3 separate regions of the Pan troglodytes genome follow, and regions 1 and 3 are each linked to region 2. Evidence: chromatin contacts called from public HiChIP or PLAC-seq data. All regions are on one chromosome and are shown on one strand. The core of a region is the stretch at or near the end of the contact, and the rest is flanking DNA. Distances in the headings are between cores, read along the strand shown. Region 1 holds the start of ARPC3 (actin related protein 2/3 complex subunit 3). Region 2 holds the start of TCTN1 (tectonic family member 1). Region 3 holds the start of PPP1CC (protein phosphatase 1 catalytic subunit gamma).

Region 1 (2,849 bases), core at 236-2,735, 170 kb before region 2:
GTCTCGGCTCACTGCAACCGCCGCCTCCTGGGTTCAAGCGATTCTCCTGCCTCAGCCTCCCAAGTAGCTGGGATTACAGGCACGTGCCACCACGCCTGGCTAATTTTTGTATTTTTAGTAGAGATGGGGTTTCACCATGTTGGCCAGGCTGGTCTTGAACTCCTGACCTCGTGATCCGCCCACCTAGGCCTCCCAAAGTGCTGGGATTACAGGCGTGAGCCACTGTGCCTGACCACCCATCTAGCTTCTTTATAGCATTTGTCACTACCTGACACTACCGTATGTATCTCCTTTATTATGTTTACACTTTTATTGTCTCGACTCCCGATTTGAATGTACATTCTTTAAGATTAGGGATTTGTTGAACTTATTTGCTGCTGTAAATACAGCCTGGCAGGCAGCAGGTGCTCGTTAACGTTTGTTAAAAATAATGTGTGAGCAGGCTGGGCGCGATGGCTCACGCTTATAATCCCAGCACTTTGGGAGACCGAGGGGGCGGATCACCTGAGGTCTGATGTTCCAGACCAGCCTGGCCAACATGGTGAAACCCCGTCTCTACTAAAATGCAAAAAATTAGCTGGGCGTGGTGGCGCGTGCCTGTAATCCCAGCTACCCGGGAGGCTGAGGCACGAGAATTGCTTGAACCAGGGTGGTGGAGGTTGTAGTGAGCCGAGATCGCCTCACTGCACTCCAGCCTGGGCGACAGAACGAGACTCTCTCAAAAAACAAACAACAAAAAAAGTGTGAACAATCACATAATAACTGAACCACCTTTTCCCGAATCTGCAAAATGGAGACCATGACGGTGATAAATCTACCCCACAAACTGGCTGTCAGAAATTAAGTACAACCAGGCCGTCATAATTTTTTACTCCCACTCTGATGGCACACGAAAAAGGAAATCTTTGGAAGTCAGGCGCCGAACGAGTCTGTGAGGGCCCTAAACCCAGCTGGCTCCGGGGTGGCCGCCGCTGCCGGGAAGTGGGTTCTGACAAATGACAAACAGCAGAGGGAGCCTGACCCCGGGGCGGAGGAGGAAGTGGGCCTGACAGAAAAAGGAGAAGCTAGACCCCTGGACTTGAAATATGAAAAATAAAAAGCGCAGCCCTTGGCTTCGCGCTCTAGTGAGGCTTTGGGAACCCTGCCGGAGTCGGAAGGAGTAGACGGAGAGAGAGAAAAGGGCCTCTTCACACACTCTGGACCCTTGGCCCACTCCTGCCGCGCCCCCGCCTCCCACGACTGGCACCCCCGGGCCGCCCCAATCCTTCAGCAATCGGTCCCCTCCCCTCGCCTCCCTCCTTCTCGGGCCCCAGCTTCCTCTCTGCCTTCCGCCGCCCGCTTCTCTCGGCACACACACGGTTTCTCTCTGCTCTTCGCAATCCCCGCTGTCTCCCCACACCGTGGATCGAACCCTCACCGGCATCTTGGCGGCGCCCGGGTTTCAACCCAGAGGAGCAGGATCCAGGTAGAGCGGAGCGCTTCCGGTCTGGCAGCCTGGGCGAGGTAGGCGGAAGCGAAACGGAAGGGGCGGGTGCGGACGTGGAGCTTCCGGCCTTGCAGTTCTGCTTCTGGTTGCAGCGGCCGCGCGGATCTGAAGGAGGCGCCAGAGCACTAGGCAGGTGCCTTGAGTGGTGCAGCGTGAGGCAGCGCCCAGAATGGAGATGGGTCTTGAGGTTCCAGAATCTGAGATCAATCACCTCTTTTGTATTTTTTTCAAATGTCACCTTTTCAGGGCCGGGCATAGTGGCTCACGCCTGTAATCCCAGCACTTTGGGAGGCCGAGGCGGGTGGATCACCTGAGGTCAGGAGTTCGAGACCAGCCTGGATGGTGAAACCCCGTCTCTACTAAAAATACAAAAATTAGCTGGTCGTGGTAGCATCCCAGCTACTCGGGAGGCTGAGGCCGGAGAATCGCTTGAACCCAGGAGGCAGAGGTTGCAGTGAGCCAAGATCGCGCCGCTGCACTCCAGCCGGGATGACAGTGTGACTCTCTCAAAAAAAAAAAAAAAAAATCACCTTTCCTGTGAAGCATTCTCCGTTCATTCTATTTTCAGTTCACCCAACTCCAGCCCCATGCCTTATCCTTCTCTCCCGCTTTTTCCCTTAGTTCTTACGATTCTTGTATTTAGTTTACTCTTAGTGCTTGTGAATGCCAAAAAGGCAGCACTTCGTCCGTTTTGTCACCTGCGCCTGTAACAGTGATGGTATGTAGGAAACATCAATATTTGAGTGAATGAATGAACCCAATGCACTGCATCTAAAAATGGAGAAACTGAAGGGCACTGGACTCCAGGTTTGAATCGCAGCTCCAATACATACTAGCTCTGTAATTTTGAGCAAGTTAACTGGCCTGTGCTTCAGTTCCTCACCTGAAAATGGCAGTAACAGTATTTACCTCATAGTTTTGTGAGGATGAAATGAATTACATGTAAAATGCTTAGAACTTACATGCTTGGAGCATACTGAAAGCCCAGAGTTTTAACTTATTTATTACTAGAAAACTTCTTATGTTAAAAGTCAAGTTCATTGCTGCCTGAGAGCCATTTCTTCTGCCAGTTCCCAGCCTGAAATAGGACCCCATGTTCCCACATCTGATTTCGCATTCAGCTGACTGGGCAAATAGCACCTTTTAGGCAAGGTCTTTTTTGACAAAGAGCCCAGAGTAGCCCCATAATCACTCTCCATTTCTTTTCTGCTTTTCTTTCCATCCTCTCTCCGAGGTTTCCTTCCTCATGGTCAGTCTCACAGGCCCAGCATGGCAGCCCCACGTGAGCAAGGCCCTGCCTGCACTGTGCATCCCTGTTCTATCCCCAGTGTCTGGCATCCACGGAACTTCAGTAAATTTGTGT
Region 2 (2,700 bases), core at 33-2,532:
CTTGGGTACCTCCTAAATAAGCCCATTCAGAATGGAGAGGCTTTCCTAAATCTTAGGGTCTCCAGGTCGTTTTGTAGCATTACAGTGGATTTGCTTTGTTTTCCCCTTTAATATGTCTAAATTATTTTACTTAATTTTTGTAAAAGATTTTTGTCTTTAAATAGGTTCTTAGGCCTGGCGTGGTGGCTCATGCCTGTAATCCTAGCTCTTTGGGAGGCTGAGGCGGGAGGATCACTTGAGGCCAGGAGTTTGTGACTAGCCTGATCAACATAGTGAGACCCCCTCTCTACAAAAAATAAAAGGTATTAAGTGTTCATTTGTCCCCTTTATCACAATACAGCAGACAGAAGTTATCTGGCAACCTCGTGAGATGCAGCTAAAATAAAAAGGTGAAGCCAGTGTTGACAGAGTCTGGGATAGAGAAAATTCAGAGACAGTGATCTCACAGATCCCTGTGCTCCTTCGAAACACCCACGTTAGTGGCGTTGGGACGGCGCTTCCTAAATTTCCGTCCAACTCATCTGCTTGCGTCGGGACATTTGTTAAAAATATTTATTCCTGGCTGGGAGTGGTGGCTCACGCCTGTAATCCCAACTACTCAGGACTCAGGAGGCTGGAGCAGGTGGATCACTTGAACCCAGGAGTTCGATACCAGTCCGGGCGACGGAGGGAGACCTCGTCTCTACAAAAAAAAAAAAAAAAAAAAAAAAAAAAAAAAAAAAAAAAAAAAAATTAGCTGGGTATGGTGGCGCGCGCCTGAGTTCCCAGCTACTCAGGAGGCTGAAGTAGGAGGATTGCTTGAGCCCCAGAGGTAGAGGCTGCAGTGAGCCGAGATCGCGCTACTGCACTCCAGCCTGGGCGACAGAGTGAGACCCTGTCTCAAAAAAAATCCCCCAAAAACTGATTCCTGGGTCCTGCCCTAGACTAACTGACTCAGGATCTCCTGAGGTGGTACCTGGAAATCCGTCTTTTTTTTTTTTTTGGTTGAGACAGAGTGTCACACTGTCGCCCAGGCTGGAGTGCAGTGGCACGCTCACGGCTCTCTGTAGCCTTCACCTCCCGGGTTCAAGCGATTCTTCTGCCTCAGCCTCCCGAGTAGCTGGAACTACAGAAAATCTGCATTTTTTAAGCAAGCGCCGCAGACCGGTTGGGAACCACAGCCGGGATTTACACGCCCCTCGTTTACGCCAGCTTCACACCCGCTCACTAGTGCTCGCCCCTCTGCCTGCCATCGCTGCCTCACCCAGGCTCCGCCCTCCGGCCTCATCCGGGATCCGCCCCCTGCCTCATCCAGGGTTCGCCCCCGTCAGTCTCCGGCAGCTTCTCGCGGCTTCGCAAGCCCCTTCCCGTGATGCCCCGCGCCTGGCTGTTGCGGTTGCCGGGCAACGCGCGGTCCATGTCGCGGGCCTCGCTGGGACTCCCTGGGAGATGAGGCCGCGAGGTCTCCCGCTGCCCCTGGTGGTGCTCCTGGGCTGCTGGGCCTCCGTGAGCGCCCAGACCGAGGCCACCCCGGCGGTGACGACAGAGGGCCTCAACTCCACCGAGGCAGCCCTGGCCACCTTCGGAACTTCCCCGTCGACCAGGCCCCCCAGGACTCCCAGGGCTCCAGGGCCCTCCTCCGGCCCCAGGCCTACCCCGGTCACGGACGGTGGGTACCATGTGCCAGCTCCTGGGGTCCACAGTGATCCAACCTCAAGGGGACAGCCCCGGTGAGGACGTAATAATGATAGCTAACTCTTATTGAGCACTTACTGTGTGCAGACACTGCTGAATGTTCCATAAACGTCCATTCTAAACAATAACCCTGAGAAGTAGCTGTTACTATCACTGTCAGGTAAATGAGAAAACCGGGTCTCAGAGTTTAAGTGGAACGGTATCAAACCTTTGAAAATACTTGAAGTGGTCCCAGACAACAGTGATGCAAAGAGCAATAATGAATTCTTGCAGCCCAAGACGAAATTAAGTCGAGACAATGGTGGAAATTAGTGCCTTGGCTGCACTGAACTTTCACTTAAAGAGAGGCCAAAGGTCTATCTTACTAAATGTGACTATGTTAAGACCCTTCTCTGTTGACCTGAATTCTAAAAACCCAGGATTCCTCCTGTGTTGAATTGGAGGTGGAAAGCTATTGAGGGAGGGGTTATGCTCACTTCTTAGGAGTCATATGTAGGGATAATTAACATTTTTTTCAGAAAATGATTAATTCTAGAATTACACATTTAGTGGAAATATTTTATAATCTAATTTGACGTTTGGCTGGCGCCGTGGCTCACGCCTGTAATCCCAGCACTTTGGGAGGTCAACTCGGGTGGATTGCTTGAGGTAGGAGTTCAAGATCAGTCTGGTCAAAATGGCGAAACCCAGTCTCTACTAAAAATAGAAAAAATAGCCGGGCATGGTGTAATCCTAGCTACTCGGGAGGCTGAGGCAGGAGACTCGCTTGAACCCAGGAGGCAGAGGTTGCAGTAATTACCACTGCACTCCAGACTGGGCGACAGAGCAAGACTGTCTCAAAAAAAAAAAAATTGACATGGATGACTTCACTGAATGACTGTGACCCGCTAAGATTGAGTGCAAAACTTTGTGAATATGCCTTTTCCTGAGATGAGAGTTCATAGCAGCCGATTCTTAAAGTGGTTCATGATCTCAAAAAAAGTTTTTAAAATTTTCCGATTGTGTGAATTGAGAGTAACCCCAATA
Region 3 (2,700 bases), core at 19-2,518, 130 kb after region 2:
TGTGTGACCTTGGTTAAGTGACTTCATCTCAGTTTCTTCTGTAAAATAACAAAAACAAAAAAAATTGCAAATATCTTGCAATGGGTGGGAGAATTAAACGAAATCTGTCTTAAGTGCTCAAAGAATGCCTGACACACAGTAAGCGCTTTAGAAGCGTCAGTTATGATTACAGTAATAATTCATGCACGCAAAGTGCTTAAGACAGAGCCTGGCACATTGGAAAGATAATGATAGCGTCAGCCTCGTTGGCTTCCTCTTCAGATGCACGTTCAGGAAAAGAGCGCGGAGACCTCTCCAAGATTAGAACAACTTAAAAGGATTTGGAGGGCAGGCGAAGACAGGTTCTCACACCTCTTGAGACATGAACGCTTGTTACCAAGTAACAAGAAATGGGCCCCCCAAGACCCCAGAACCACGAAAAATAAAAATAAAAGCAAGCAGGAAAAGAGCCCCCAAACCCGGCGGAACTCATGCCCTCATCAAACTGCCTTCCGAGAGGACGAGCACCGAAAAGTCCATCTCGCACAGCACGGCACACGTCGTCCAGGAGGCTGGACTGGGATCCCCAACCATCGCTCCAAAGACCCGTCCAGTGCGCGGGGGCAAACGGGTAGGGGCGGGAAACGTGGGGGTGGGGAGCGGAGTTTTCAAATTCCACGGCCGGGAGGAAGCCTGCATCCTCGTGCAATGAATGAGCGGAGCCTGGAGGGTCCGCGGCTGGCGACAAGTTGGGAATCCCGGGCTGGCCTCCCTCCGGCTGCAGTCCCCGGCCCGTGGGCCAACTCGAGGAGCTCACTCCCCACGGTGCTGCAAGCCCAACCGGCCTCCCAACTCCCCTCCCCCGAGCCCCCGGGGCCGCCTGCCGCCCTCGGGCCCGCCTCCCCCTTCAGCCGCCCGCTGCCCCCCTTACCTTCCAGCAGCCGTTGGATAATGCTGTCGATGTTGAGTTTATCTAAATCCGCCATCGCCTTCCCACCGCCGACCCTCCCGCAGCGGCGCCGCCGCCGGCTCGCGCCCGGGACTCACACCTCCTTTCCCACGCCACGAGCAGAGGCGGTGGTGGCGGCGGTGGCAGCAGCCGCGGCGGGTCCCCCCCTGCCACCCCGCTCCCTACTTCCTCCTTCTCTCCCCACTGGAACCACGAGAAGAACAAAATGGCCGCCGACTCCTTAGACAGCCTCGGGCGGCGCACGGATGCGCGCGGGGAGTGCAGCGGCCCGGCCGGGACTTCTTTATGGGCCATAGGGCGCGCGGGAGGGGGCGGGGCCCGGGCGCGGGAGGGGGCGGGGCCCGGGCGCTGGGCGGGGCGGAGACGGCTGAGCGCAACCGCGTCCCCGCATGGGATCCTTCCGCCAAACGGGCCGAGTAAATAGGCCCGCCCCCAATGCCGGGCCCGAGCGAGAGTTGCAAAGTTGCACGCGGGAGTTGGGGCTGGGGGAGGAAATGCAGCTGTGCACACCGCCGGTTGCGGCCATCGCCGGATCTTGTGCATTGAGGCTAGATGTTTGCAGACCTGGACAGGTGGGAGCTCACCGAGGGATTTCGGGGGTCCTGGAATTTACCCTTTAAGATAAATCTGGGGTGAGGATGGAAAAGGAGAATAATAAAGAAAAGAAGGTTGACTTATTTTGGATTCAGATATACTGGAACTTGGGACAAGAGAAAGGTTTATTTGGTAACTAAAAAGAAAAAACCCTCTTTCAGATAAGTCAAAATGTAACAGTTAACTCATTGTGAGTGGTGGGTATATGGGTATTTGTATATATATTTTTTGTGCACTTCTGTAACTTTACTTTAGGGGTAAAAAATCCATACTCAAAGAAAATTTTATCATTTCTGTCCCTTGGATTTATCTTTCCTGAACTCGGAAAGTTATGTAATCATCGGGACGGTTATCCCGATTCTAGCCAGGGCAAAGTTGAACGAGCGCGTGCAGCAGTTAAAAGGGGAATTTGCAGATTTCACGCGTGCAGGCCGGGGGCGGGAAGAGAAGATGCAAGCTGCGCGGGCGGTCCTGGGTTCTGCAGACACCCGAAGAAACTTTGGCCCATTCCTCTCTGGCTTCCCAGCCTCCCCGAGGGCACTCCTATCCAAGGGGCCCCCAAACTGTGCCACCTCCAGGGGCTGCGCGTCGACTTTGGCTGGGTTTGGAAGTACAGCCCACACTCAGCAAACAGATCGGCTCTCTTTCCTGACCTTTCCATGTACGTTGCTTCCTGCAGCGCTTTACATTTTGCAAAGCCCCCTCTCTCCGAGAAATTCATTTTGTTTCCCAAGGCGTGCAGGATGCACGAATCCCCATCTCAGCATGCCACGAGGTAATTGCACCACCCAGGCATCCTCTTCCAAAGCAATGTCCTCAGGGTGCGGGCTCCATGTCCCCTTACTTGGGCTCCCTCGCTACTGGTGCAGGGCCCTTGAGTTTCAGAACTCAGCCTATCGAGATCCACTTTCCTCAGGCACCAACTCACTTTCCCCTGCTACAGCTCTGTCCACCAGAAGTCACATAAGTGCCATTTGTCAGGCCAAGGCAATGAGCCCAGTTGGTGACATTCGGAGTTGGTGCCCAGCGCTGCTGTGAACATCTGGCTATGGAGGTCGGGGGGGCTCTTGCTGGAGTCCACAGGACTTTGGGCTACTCCAGGGCAGGGTGCATCATCGGAATGGCATTTAGGGTAGAAATATGAAAGACAGCAATTC

The links. HiChIP or PLAC-seq counts read pairs in DNA pulled down with a chosen protein or histone mark.
Region 1: a contact with region 2 is called in an H3K4me3 HiChIP or PLAC-seq map of stem cell-derived excitatory neurons, with 2.1 times the contacts expected there. The contact joins the promoter of ARPC3 here to the promoter of TCTN1 in region 2. A contact is called at or near these places in 1 of 7 Hi-C or Micro-C datasets (induced pluripotent stem cells) and 1 of 1 datasets of contacts at active chromatin or transcription factors (stem cell-derived excitatory neurons).
Region 3: a contact with region 2 is called in an H3K4me3 HiChIP or PLAC-seq map of stem cell-derived excitatory neurons, with 2.4 times the contacts expected there. The contact joins the promoter of PPP1CC here to the promoter of TCTN1 in region 2. A contact is called at or near these places in 1 of 7 Hi-C or Micro-C datasets (stem cell-derived neural progenitor cells) and 1 of 1 datasets of contacts at active chromatin or transcription factors (stem cell-derived excitatory neurons).

The regions. Positions count from the first base shown.
Region 1 is chr10:117,259,623-117,262,471 of NHGRI_mPanTro3-v2.0_pri, forward strand. It overlaps ARPC3 (actin related protein 2/3 complex subunit 3), which reads right to left and starts at 1,486. Exons shown (of 7, transcript NM_001251913.1): 1 at 1,418-1,486. The coding sequence starts at 1,423.
Region 2 is chr10:117,425,145-117,427,844 of NHGRI_mPanTro3-v2.0_pri, forward strand. TCTN1 (tectonic family member 1) reads left to right here and starts at 1,283. Exons shown (of 15, transcript XM_063784937.1): 1 at 1,283-1,648.
Region 3 is chr10:117,553,752-117,556,451 of NHGRI_mPanTro3-v2.0_pri, forward strand. It overlaps PPP1CC (protein phosphatase 1 catalytic subunit gamma), which reads right to left and starts at 1,269. Exons shown (of 8, transcript XM_001144540.7): 1 at 911-1,269. The coding sequence starts at 965.